Linked DNA regions of Sus scrofa: region 1 is linked to region 2. Evidence: chromatin contacts called from public Hi-C data. All regions are on one chromosome and are shown on one strand. The core of a region is the stretch at or near the end of the contact, and the rest is flanking DNA. Distances in the headings are between cores, read along the strand shown.

Region 1 (6,128 bases), core at 1,687-4,186, 370 kb before region 2:
TCCGATTCTGCGTTGCTGTGGCTGTCGTGTGCAACAGCTTCGATTTGACCCCTGGCCTGGGAATTTCCATATGCTGCAGCTGTGGCCCTAAAAAGCAAAAAAAAAAAAAAAAAAAAATGGAGCCTCTATGTCTTCTTTGGAGAAATGTCTGTTCAAAAAAAAAAAAAAAGTTTGGAGCCTCATCCACTGGGAACTTCTAGGTTTGCTTTTGTGTGCTGCCCGCAGTTGGTTGTGTTCATGGCCCTGAGGAGGGCTCCTCGGCCAAGTTCAGGTTCAGTGGGGCCAAGGCGAAGCTCAGTGAGCGAGTCTGCCGTAGTTTCTGGAAGAGACCTTGGGGCTTTGGTTCCATGTGTCTGCCGTGCCCGACTTAGTGCAACAATCTCCTTGGGCAGATGGGGAACCTGAGGCCCAGAGCAGAGAATGACTCAGCCCAGTCACAGGATGCATTATCATCCTGCTCAGTCGAGACAGTGGAGCTGATAGATGGGCTTTTGGGGAGGTGACTGGATGCTGGTGCCCCCAACCTTGGGCAGCTTTTCCTCGAGGTGACCCCGGGCTTCTCTGGCTTGCAGCGAGGGTCTGATCGCTGACCTCCCCCATGTCCTGGGCTTGGCCATGGCTCACCTTGCATGGACTGACTGCCGGCCCTGCCGAGTCAGGGGCCTGGAACATGGACCCACGGGGTGGATATGGGACGAGGGAACGCAGAGTGCACTCAGTACCTCAACAGCCCCGGGGGTTCTTTGGGGACTGGAAGTTGATGAATGCGTGTTTTAGGAGCTCTCATGACAAGACGGAGTTTGTTTGGTTATTGTGCTAGCAAGAGAGGAGTGTGCCTGCCTAGTCCTGAGTGCCGTCTCTGGCTGCCCCGTGGGAAAGTGCGGGAGGGCTGTCTGGCACCATCCCTGGAGCCCAGCTAGCTTGCTCGACCTTCCTCCTTCCCAGTCATTGACCTCAGGGCATGTTAATTATTCACAATCAACCGTGACCTTCACCTCTGTGTGAAGTAGCTCAGCGTGGGATCCGGGGAAAGCCACGCTTGACCAACCACCCAGCACAGGGCACAGGGCCGGGGTCTGTGGGTTTGGGACCCCTGGGGTGGGTGAGGCTCTGAAGTGGGCTGGTTCAGGGGCAACCTCTGACTCTCGGGCCCTCTGCCAGGGTTGCACTGCAGCCTGGGGCTTGGAGGGAATGACACACGTGCCTCACTGCTGGGGGTGGGGGGCAGGGGGAGGCCGGGAGCCTGGGCCGGCCAGTGGCCTGACCGTGTGCTCGCCGCCCTGCAGGACGTGGCCCAGTGGAACATCGGGAACCTGCGGACCATCCTGGACATGGTGGAGCGCGAGTGCGGCACGATCATCGAGGGCGTCAACACCCCCTACCTGTACTTTGGCATGTGGAAGACCACCTTCGCCTGGCACACGGAGGACATGGACCTGTACAGCATCAACTACCTGCACTTTGGGGAGCCCAAGTCATGGTGAGGGCCAGCTCCGTCAGCCACTTCTGAGGGAGGAGGAGGGGCTCCGTCACCCTCAAGGCATCAGGAGAGGCTGCCCCGCTGGGCAGGGGATCCCTTTTGTGTGGCTCCCGGGGGATGTGGCTCAGGCTGTGGCTCTGGGGGGGCAGGCAGAGGTGGGGGGACTCTGGCTGCTCCACCTGCTGGCCCCACCCCAGCTAGATAAGGGAATGCATACCCCAACCTGCCACCCCCTGACAGTGGAGCTTGTGCTTTGTGTCCGGGGTACCTCATGGTAGCGCCTCCTGGAACCGAGGCTGTTGTGCTGGGGGCTCATGGGGCCGAGGACCTGGGGAGTGGGTGGCTTTGTGCATGGGCCTTCCCTCTCCTCCTCGTTGGCCTGCAGGTTGGGGGAGGGGTTAGCAGCTCCCTCCCTCTCCCACTGTGGGGGTTCACCTGCTGTTTGCAGGGCAGGGTGGGCAGGCCGCCCCGAAGGGCACCTTGTGAGCCAGGGGCCCCGCAGGCTGGGTTGGATCATGTTCTGGAATCTCTGAGCTGAGCACTCCCCTGGCCGGCAGCTTCTGCTGGCAGGGCGACAGGAGGCTGTCTTTGTTCACTGTGGTTTCCAGCAGAGCCTTCTGCTGGGGACTTTGCATCTCTCTGCCTCTCCCCAGCCCTTAGAAAGTTCTATTGTCACAATAATCGCCACAGCTCAGAGGGTTGCGGGCGGGAGGGGAGGCAGGGTGGGGCTCAGCCAGTGAGCCCTCTCCTTTGTACGGGGGGCACCCTGGCCAAGGCGCCCATACCTTGTCATCCCAGCAGAGAGCTGAGCCCCCATTGGCTGAGCCTGTGCCTGCCGGTCTGGGGGTCCTTTGCCTGGGGGGTGGGAGCAGGCCCACTGAGCGGAGGGCTCAGCAGCCGGGCCTCCCTGTTGGCCGTGTGACTACCCTCGCCTCACCTCTGGTGTGGGCAGAGGAAGGCCCCGGCCCACTGTCTGGCAGCAGTTCCCACTCGGATGGCAGGGGAGGCTGGAGACGAGTTGGGGACCGGCATGGTGGGCTTTATGTGGGTTTCCCATGGCTGCTCTAACAAAGGACCACAGGTCACGCTTGCTCTCTGCCAATTCTGGAGTCAGGAGTCTTGCCTGGTCTCACGAGGCTAAACCCAGGTGTGTGCAGGGCTGGTCCTTCTGGAGGCTCCGGGGCAGAATCAGTTTCTCCTTTTCCAGCTTCCAGAGGTGCCACATCCCTCGCTCCATCCTCATAGCCAGCAGTGCGGCGTCTTGAGTCTCTTATAAGGACCCTTATGATGATTCTGGGCCCCCCGTTATCCGGGATCCTCCTCATCTTAGGGACCATAACTTAATCCCTCCTGCAGACGCCCCCCTGGCACGTGAGGTGCCATGTCCGCGGGTCCCAGGTTAGGCTGTGGTTCTTGAGGCCATTATCCTGCTGGCCATGGGCCCTCTGACCTTTGAGTTGTGCTCTTTTGTGTGTTTGTTGGGATCCTGGTGCAATTTCATGGGCTTCCTGATTTCAATCCGCTTCTCTACTTCATGGCTTTTCATAAGCCCTTGATCAGCAGAACCTCTAGGCTAGGAGGGATTTGCCTTTGGGAACACTTTAGAGAGACTGAGGAGGTTGGTGATGGTGGCTGAACAAAGGCCTGAATCTCACATCTGATGTGTGGTCCAGAGCACCCAAGTGAGTGTTTCCTGGTCAGGGTGCCAGCCCAGCGCTGTCCAGGGGTGGCGCAGCTACTCTGTCCCCTCCTCTCTCCACGGGGACACAAGGGTGGGCTGGGACTGCATGGAGGGCCCCGGTCAGGCCTGGCCGGGAAAGGGTCATGTTTGGCCCCAGGCCCGCACCTGCGGGGTGAGGGGGTTGGCTCCTTCCCTGGAGGGCTCTGCCCACCAGCTCCGCACCGGCGGCGTCTTTCCCATGGGTCTTGTGGGCTGAGTGTGGATGAGTGGCCTTCTGGCTTCCCGTACAGGTAGATCCACAGGCTGGGGCTGTGTGCGTGTGCATACGTGTGTGTGTGTGTGTGAGAGAGAGTGTGTGAGGGTGCGTGTGTGAATATACATGTGTATTCACATGTATATATACATGTATATACTGTGTCTATAAGTGTATATCTGAGTACGTGAGTGTGCACTTGCTTTTGTGTGTATATACAAATAGATGTCGGTATATGTGAATGTATATATGTAAGTGTGAGTGTATATGGTGTGTACACATGGGTGTGTGTGTGAGTATGCGTATGAATGTATGTATGTGTGTTGTGTATGTTTGTCTGTTTTTAGTGTGTATTAGGTGCTCATGTGTGTGTTGTGCATGTGTGTGACTGAGTGTGTACAGGTGGCCCAACTCCCTGGCCTGGGCAGTGTCTCATGGTGAAGGCTGTGCTGGGAGGGACAGCTACCCTCTGGCCGCAGGAACTGGCCCTGTCCCAGTCCCGTCCCGGCGCAGCTCCCCCGAGGGCCACTAGGTGGCGCTCCCACCCTTCCCACCGGGCTGTGGCACCCTGCGTGGCGGTGGAAATTTCCCAGGTTCTTTCATCCTTTTATGGACTCCTCACCTGGCAGTGGCATTGGCCGTCCCCTGGGAACAGCAGCAGAAGGAGAGGGAGCCTCTGCCGGGTGGGTGGACGGTGGGAATGCTCAGCCCTAGGTTTGGTCAGGGTCTTCCAGCTAGAGAGGTTCTGAGGGGAGAAAACTCACCTCTTCCTTTGAAAAGAAAGAAAAAAGTAAAGGAAAGCAAGCAGTCATTGCTGTATCCCAGCCCGTGCTGGCCAAGGAAGCTTTCAGGTGTGGGAGGCCTGAGGCGACTTGGGGCTAAGTGTGTTCTGGGGACTGGGTGGGTGGGTGGGGGGTAGTCAGGGCAGGGAAGGCGCTGTGCAAGGAGGAGTGGGCGTCTGGGGCCTAGGGTGGTTGGAAGACAGTGGGACTGGGTTTGTGGAAGGTCCCTGAGAAGGGACACTGGGAACTTGAGGAGCTGTAGGCCCTGGGTGACAGGTCAGGGCTGATGCTTGGCTCTGTTCACTCATCTCCTGTCACCAGCGCCCCCCAGGACAGCCCCAAACACTCCTGTGCCTGCGCTGCACCCTGGATTGCTTGGGGCAGCCCCCACTATCCACCCACCTCCACCTTCCCCGCAGCCTGAATCCTCAGGTGCTAGAGGAAGCAGCCCAAGCTTCCTTAGAGGAAGAACATTCCGGAAAGGTCCCTCAATCCGAATCTTGGTTTCTGGTCCTGAAAGGGTGGGATTGCATGTAGGGGTCCCCTCAGGCTGACCAAGTGTGGCTGTTGGAAAGGGGCTCTTCCGGGCACCATGCAGGATTCAGCTTCAGGGGCTCTGGGCTGCCCACCCTCTCCCCTTGGCCCACCCAGCTCAGCCATCATCCCCACCAGACCTTGGACCCCACGAGGGCAGGGTCCTTGGTCCCCCCAGCAGAGGCCTGGCACTGAGGGGAGCTCAGAGACAGTCAGGAGACCTGGATGCTGGGAGCACAGCAACCCCGTAGTTTCTGGGAGCCCTGGCTCAGAGGTCACATCAGATGGAGCTGGCCCTTCAGGCTGCATTCCCTCTTGGGCCAACACATGGGGAGGGGGGTGGCGGCAGGGGTGGTGTCCTTTCGTTCCTGGGCAGGGAGGGTGAGGCCTCTGCTTCCTGCCCTTCCCCTGAGCTGGGGTTGGGGGGGTGCTCTCCTCCAGTGATCATGCTCCCACGTCTGTTTCCCTAATTACACTGTTCCTCTTGCGTCTGCAGCAGCTTAATTGCAACCACTTCGGAGTATTTCGGTGACAGTTTTTTTTAAAGTGTCGACTTACTCAGGTTTACGGCGTCTCATGGAGGCTTTCCGGGTCTGCTGCTACTTGGGTAGTGTGATTTGTGTGTCAAAGTGACGTGAACAGCCTGGTGTCGATAAAAGCATGGAATTTGCTCCAAAAGGCCGGCATTATGCGGCGCTCTCAGGCAGTGAGGCTAAGAATATCTGAAGTGTTTGAGTGCTTCAAAAATCCCTTTTGAGATGGGGCTTTTGAATCGACCCAGGCTTCCCGTGGCCTAGACAGTTGGTCAGCGAGGCCAGGAGGTTGTGGGCACCAGGAAGCAGGCTGAGTGGTTCTGCCTGAGCCTCTGCCTGGCTCAGGGCCTCCTGCAGGGACTTGCCAGGCAGCCGGGGCTTGGCCGGACACCTGTCCCCCCCTGTTCCATTCTCCCCCAGCAAGGCCCTCCTGGAACCCAGAGGTGGTGCTGGGTCAGCCATCCCAGGGGTGGTCCGCCTGTCAGCCTCCCTGGACATCTGCCTCTGGTAGGGCGTCTGTGGGTCCCTGCTGGCAGCATCTAAAGAGGAACTTTAGATGAGCTTGTGACACACCCGCAGCTGTTGTTTCATACTGTTGCCCAGACAGTAGGGCCCCGTATCCACAGGCAGCACCTACTGTGTGCCCAGTGGGGGTGGGTGGAGGACAAGCCGCTAGAGGGACAGTGTTCCCTATGGGATGGTCTGGGCCTGAACCTTAACCTTCAGGCAGACCCTAGATTCTGCAGTTGGTTTATTTCCAGCTTCCTCGGCTCCTCCCGTCCTCCCCCCTCTATTTGCCTGGCATCAGGCTCCTTGAGTCAGGGGCAGGGGGAGAGGGTCCCTGGGATTGTGCTCAGGGGTCCTG
Region 2 (5,843 bases), core at 1,826-4,325:
CATCCATGTTGTGGAATGGGTCCGAATGTCGATCCTTATTTAAGGCTGAATAATAATCCATTGTACAGATGGGCTGCATTTTTGTGCATCCATTCATCAGTCGACAGGCACTGGGGCTGCTTCCACCTTTCAGTTCTTGTGAACAGTGCTGCTCACAACGTGGATGTACAAATAACGCTTTGAGACCCTGCTTTCAATCAAATTTTATTTTATTCTGATTAATTTACATTTAACTAGCCAGGGGTAACTAATGGCTACTATATTGAACACTGTGGCTCTAAAAGGATTCAAAAAGACTTTGAGAGAGTGAATTTTCTCTTTCTTTGGTGTCGTTTAGTGCCCTGTCTAAGCCAACAAATGACGTCTTATAAGCCACCCATGCTTATTAGCATCCCACACTATAACCCATTGTTCAAAATGGGACACAGCCCAACAGCTTTGGAAATAACAGAAGAGCCCATGCCTGGGATGAGGTATCCTAGGCCCCCTGCCTCCTCCTCCCCAGAGGCAGATGGCCTGGACCCCATAGGCCTGGGGATGATGGCTGTTGCTGCCCAACCAGCCCTGCCTGCAAGAGCCTCAATATGGCCACATCCCACCCCATAACCCTGGGCCTCATTAGAGTGGTGCCTACAGAGATAGGATGGGGAATATGGAGCTCTTTGAGTGTTTCCTGAGCCATAGGTGAGCCCTGAAGAAAACATCTAAGTGCAAATGTATCCGTCAGCTATTGCTGTGTAACAAAGTACTCACAAACATAGCATCTTCAAAGAAGACATTTACTATCTCATAGGCTGGGTGTCATGATTCAGGGTCTCTCATGAGCCTGCAATTTTGGTGTCCCTGGGACAATACTCCCATGAGAGGCTCAACTGAGGAAGGATCTGCTTCTAAGCCTCTTCAGCTTGTTTGCAGGATTGATTTCCTTGCAGCCATAAGCCCAAGGTCCCCAGTTCTTTGCTAACTGACAACTGGATATTACTCTCAGCTTCTAGTGGCCAAACACGTTTCCTTGACACATGATTCCCTTCATAGCCTGTTCCCAAATTCGCTGGTTGCCAGTAAGAGACAAAAAGAGTGGAAAGGAGTTCTCCTGTGGTGCAGTGGGTTAAGGATCTGGCTCTGTCACTGCAGCAGCTTGGGTCACTGCTGTGGTGAGGGTTTGATCCCTAACATGGGAACTTCCATATGCTGTGAGTGTGGCCAAAAAAAGAGAGAGAGAGAGAGAGAGAGAGTGATGAGACAGCTAGAAAGGTAGAGTCTTAAATAAGGTGGCATTATCACAGAAGTGACTTCCTATCACCTCTGCCATACTCTATTGTTTAGAAACAGGTCACAAGCCCCACCTACATGCACAAAGGTGTGGATGTTAGGAGGTAGGAATCATGAGAGCCACCTTATGGTCTGTCTGCCACAGAAGGCAAAGGGAGGGAAAAGTTGCAATGGCTCTGGGCCCTGAGAGTTTTCTGGGAGAGAAAGAAAGAAAGTAGGAGGAGGGAGGAGCTGAAGGTAAGAGAGATTGGGAATTGGGAAAATGACATTAAATTGAAGCCTTCTTTTTCCCCAGTCTTGTACACAGAAAAGACATAGCCCTGAGACCTTTTGGTCCAGCAGTGATACTCCCAGCCCGGTGTCACATCTGCCCTAATGGGTGAGAGGGCTGCCTCAGACTCTGAGAGAGCCCAGAGAAGGTTCCTTCTCCACCCTAGGGGTTTGCAAGAAAAGGTTCCCTGGAAGGGGCAGTCTCTGTGTTGACCCTCAAGGAGAGGAAATGGGTGAGTAGAAGCAGTGTATTCTAGGAGGAAGGACCAGCAAGAGGAAAGGCCTAGAAGCCCAAAGGAGAGAGATGTACACACCTGGCAGAGCAGAATTATCACAAAAGGGGGTGAACAGATGAGTTGTCACTTTGCCTCTCAGGGAGGTAATGCCACACCTGCAGATGGGGAGATTGAGGCTCAAAGAGGTGAAACCTCATTTGTCAAATGGATATTCAAGGTCCTTCTGTGCTCACACCCCAACTCATATCCTCTTTATGGCCTCCAGATTCAAAACAACATGAACAGGGAGTTCCCGTCATGGCTTAGTGGTAACAAACCCAACTAGTATCCATGAGGATGCAGGTTCAATATCTGGCCTTGCTCAGTGGGTTGGGGACTGGCGTGGCCATGAGCTGTGCTGCAGGTCACAGATGCTTGGATCCTGAGTTGCTGTGGCTGTGGCGTAGGCTGGTGGCTATAGCTCTGATTCAGCCCCTAGCCTGGGTACTTCCATATGCCACGAGTGCAGCCCTAAAAATACAAAAAACAAACAAATAAACAAACAAAAACAAATAATAATAATAGTAGTAGCATTTATTGAGCATTTTCTATGTGCTAAGTACGACTATAAATGCTATATATACACATCAGGAGATAGCCTGGGGCCAAATATGACCCAACAATTGTTTTGTACATTTTTAAATGGTTGGGGGGAAAGAAATCAAAGAATAGTATTTTTTGGTCATGTTTGCAGCATACAGAAGTCCCCAGGCCAGGGACCAAACCTGACGCAGAGCAGTAACCCACTCCACAGCAATAACAATGCTGAGTCCTTAACCACTAGGCCACCAGGGAACTCCCAAAGAATAATATTTTGAGACATATGAAAATGATATGAAATTCAAACTTCAGCATCCATAAATAAAGTTTTATTGGCACATGGCCACACCCATCATTTACCTATCACCCACAGTGGCTCTTGTACAATAATGGTAGGGTGGATTATATGGCCCACAAAACAGAAAACTTCTACTTTCTGCTCCTTCATGGGAAAACTTTGCTGGTTCCTGCTGCTGGCATATTAACTCCCTGCAGTAGCTCTATGAGAGAGATGCTCTTGCCTTCATCAGTTTATACAGACGGAGAAACTGAAGCACAGGACTAAGGGGCTTGGCTAAGGTCACAGTGGATAATGGCCAAGCAGGGATTTGAAACCAAGTCTGTTGGACTTCCCATAAAGTGCTCTCAGCTCTGCACCACACCTGCTCATGCCCTCTGGCCTGGCCTTTGGCACTTAGGGTTGGGAATGTTTGGATCCAGCCTGGGGAGGAGGTGGGCAGTCAGCAAATTTCCAGGACAAGCATCCTGATTTCACCCTGCCCACTCTGGTTGGGACTCTCTGGAAAGGAGGCCACTTTAGAGCAAATCAATTAAACAAACTCCATGCAGCCTGTGCCCTGTTTTTCTGATTTCAGTCAAAAGTCTCACATTCCAGGACCTGGCCGACTTGGGTTCAAGCAAATGTACTTGTGGGCAGAGCTGAGAAGGGGCTGTAGGATCAAGAATCCACACAAAGAACTCTGGCCTGGTCCCCTGGGAGCACACGACATTGGACTGTATAATCTGATCCCCCCTGGGGAAAGTGGCAAGGAGGGGACTGTGTGAGCAAATGGTGGGAGAGAAGAACCTGTGAAAGGGGAGCCTGTTCTGCAGAAGATGAGCTTCTCACTGTGACCGGGAGTATGAGAGGAGCAGCAGGAAAAGAAAGCTATAATTTGCTCATTTGACCTGTCAATCAAGTGATGAAGGTTGCTGTTTCTTTGTCGCATTCTATTTGAGAGATGTGACACCTGAAAAGGGAGTGTCATAATGCAGGCTCTTCCTGCTGGGCTCAAAACTGGAACTATATGAGATTAGACATCTTACAGCAGACCTCTTGTTATGCCTTCTATGTGGAGGCTGAGAACAGAGTAATGTAGAGAAAGCAGAGCAGAGAGACAAAGAGAAATGAGCTCCTGGATTCAGCCACACCTGAAGTTCATGTCCACCTAGTCTTTCCACTTACAATCTGGGCATTCATGTACATGGTTTACACATAGTAACTAATAATACTCTTACCAAATATTTCCTATCTCCACCTTCTCAATTACAGAAGATTTAATTATTATTCAGCAAATTCCAACTGATGCCCAAATTCCACAGGAGAAATATACTCCCCTGACCCACTGATGTCAGTCCCGGCCAAGGTAATGTGAGCAAAAGTGAGAGTGCCAAATCTGGGCCAAAGCCCAAAGAAGGACTGCATGTTTCTGCATGCACTCTTGTGCTACTGCCTTTGGCCATGACACAAATATATCTTGAGTAGCCACTAATCCAAAGAAGATGAGAAATCCATGGACCAGAGCTAGACATAATTCACAGATTAGCACTGAGCCCAGCAGATGTGTGAATGAGAGATAAATGCTTGTGGCTGCATACCAAAGAGATTTCGTGGATGTTTGTTACACAGCAATAACTGACTGTTACGTGAGCATGTGCTAGGACTGCACTTCCTGGTTTCTACGATTGGTTGGATTGGGTGGGGCTCTATGACCAGCTTGGGCACAGAGACCAGGAAATGACCTGTGTCACTTTCAGGCCAGAGCATTTTTTGTTTGTAAAAGACTCTCCAGAGTTCTCTTTCCCTCTGCCACAGAGACAAACAATATTTCAGACAGTGGCTGCTCCATCAGCCAGCATTGTTGAATCACATGGGGCAGGCCACAGTGAATATACAATGAAAAACCTCAGTGGATATACAACGTGAGTGAGAAATAAACCTTTGATGTCATTAACTTCTGACACATAGAGGCTGTTTGTTACTTCAGCGAAACCAAGCCTGTTAAAATAATGGTCTGTGAGGGAGTTCCTGTCGTGGCTCCCCAGCTAGTATCCATGAGGACACAGGTTCGAGCCTTGGCCTTGCTCAGTGGGTTAAGGATCTGGCATTGCCATGAGCTGTGGTGTAGGTCGTAGACATGGCTTGGATCCTGAGTTGCTGTGGCTGTGGCATAGGCCAGCAGCTACAGTTCCCATTCGACCCCTAGCCTGGGAACCTCCATGTGCCACAAGTTCAATCTAAAAAGACAAAACAAAAACAAACAAAAAGAATGGTCTGTAAAACAGAGACAGTATCAGTTCTTGCCTGGAAGCCTGGTTTTGTGGGTTAAATGAAATCACCATCTTTTCTTTCTCCCCTCCATAGCTTTCCTCACTTTCAAACACCCACTGCTACTTTTTTTTTTTTTTTTTTTTTTTTTTGCTTTCTTTTTTGGCCGCCCCATGGCATATGGAAGTTCCCAGGCCAGAGGTCAGATCCAAGTCGAAGCTGCGACCTACACCACAGCAACAAAGGCCATGAGGGATTCTTAACCCACTGTGCCAGGCCAGAGATCGAACCTGCATACAAGTGCCCAGAGATACCACCCATCCCATTGCACCAGAGCGGGAACTCCCCTCCATGTGCTTACTTATTACCACATTCCCCCCAGACTCTGAGATTCTATCAAAGAGAAAACCCACCCTTATTTTAGATCCCGCTAAGGATGACAAGAACCTGGCCGGCAGCAGATGGAGAAGACGCACCCTGATTTCAGAGATGGTAAAACAAGAAAATTGAGCATCTTAGAATCAGTGAGATGCGGTGAGTTCATTGCTTGGTGACTGTCTCTTCCGCTCGACCCATAAGGCAGAACGTCATTTGTTATTGTCGTTGCTGAGTTTCCGGTGCCTAAAACAGGACTTGGCACCCAGGAGGTGCTCGATCAACATTGACTGAGTGAATAAATGAATGAATAAATGAATGAATGACCTCTTTGAAATGATGCTAAGAAGTTTCCAAGCATGATCTCATTTTATCCCCATCATGAAGACATCATCATCCTTTGCATTTTTCAAAGGGGAAATTGAGGCCCCCAAAGGGCTGGTGACTGGCCCAAGCCACAAGGTCCAGCCTGAGATTGACCTCCCTGCCTGAGGCCTGGCTCTGGCCCGTCACCCCCTGCCGGCCAATTCCCGCATCAAAGCTTCCAGGGCAGCCCAGGTCCG

What was found. A called contact is a pair of places that touch in the nucleus more often than the background predicts.
Region 1: a contact with region 2 is called in a Hi-C map of liver, with 17 times the contacts expected there. The contact joins two enhancer-like sites. A contact is called at or near these places in 4 of 47 Hi-C or Micro-C datasets (embryonic fibroblasts, epiblast stem cells and liver).

The regions. Positions count from the first base shown.
Region 1 is chr2:73,824,534-73,830,661 of Sscrofa11.1, reverse strand. KDM4B (lysine-specific demethylase 4B) reads left to right here. Exons shown (of 23, transcript XM_021084033.1): 6 at 1,287-1,480. Among named protein-coding and RNA genes, the nearest start is that of KDM4B, 62 kb to the left of the region's middle. Within about 2 kb of position 2,936, at least 6 of the 83 cell types and tissues checked have an H3K27ac peak or open chromatin away from gene starts, as enhancers often do. A contact at or near this core is called in liver, where this site is marked.
Region 2 is chr2:73,455,828-73,461,670 of Sscrofa11.1, reverse strand. No RefSeq gene overlaps it. Among named protein-coding and RNA genes, the nearest start is that of ZNRF4, 26 kb to the left of the region's middle. Within about 2 kb of position 3,075, at least 2 of the 83 cell types and tissues checked have an H3K27ac peak or open chromatin away from gene starts, as enhancers often do. A contact at or near this core is called in liver, where this site is marked.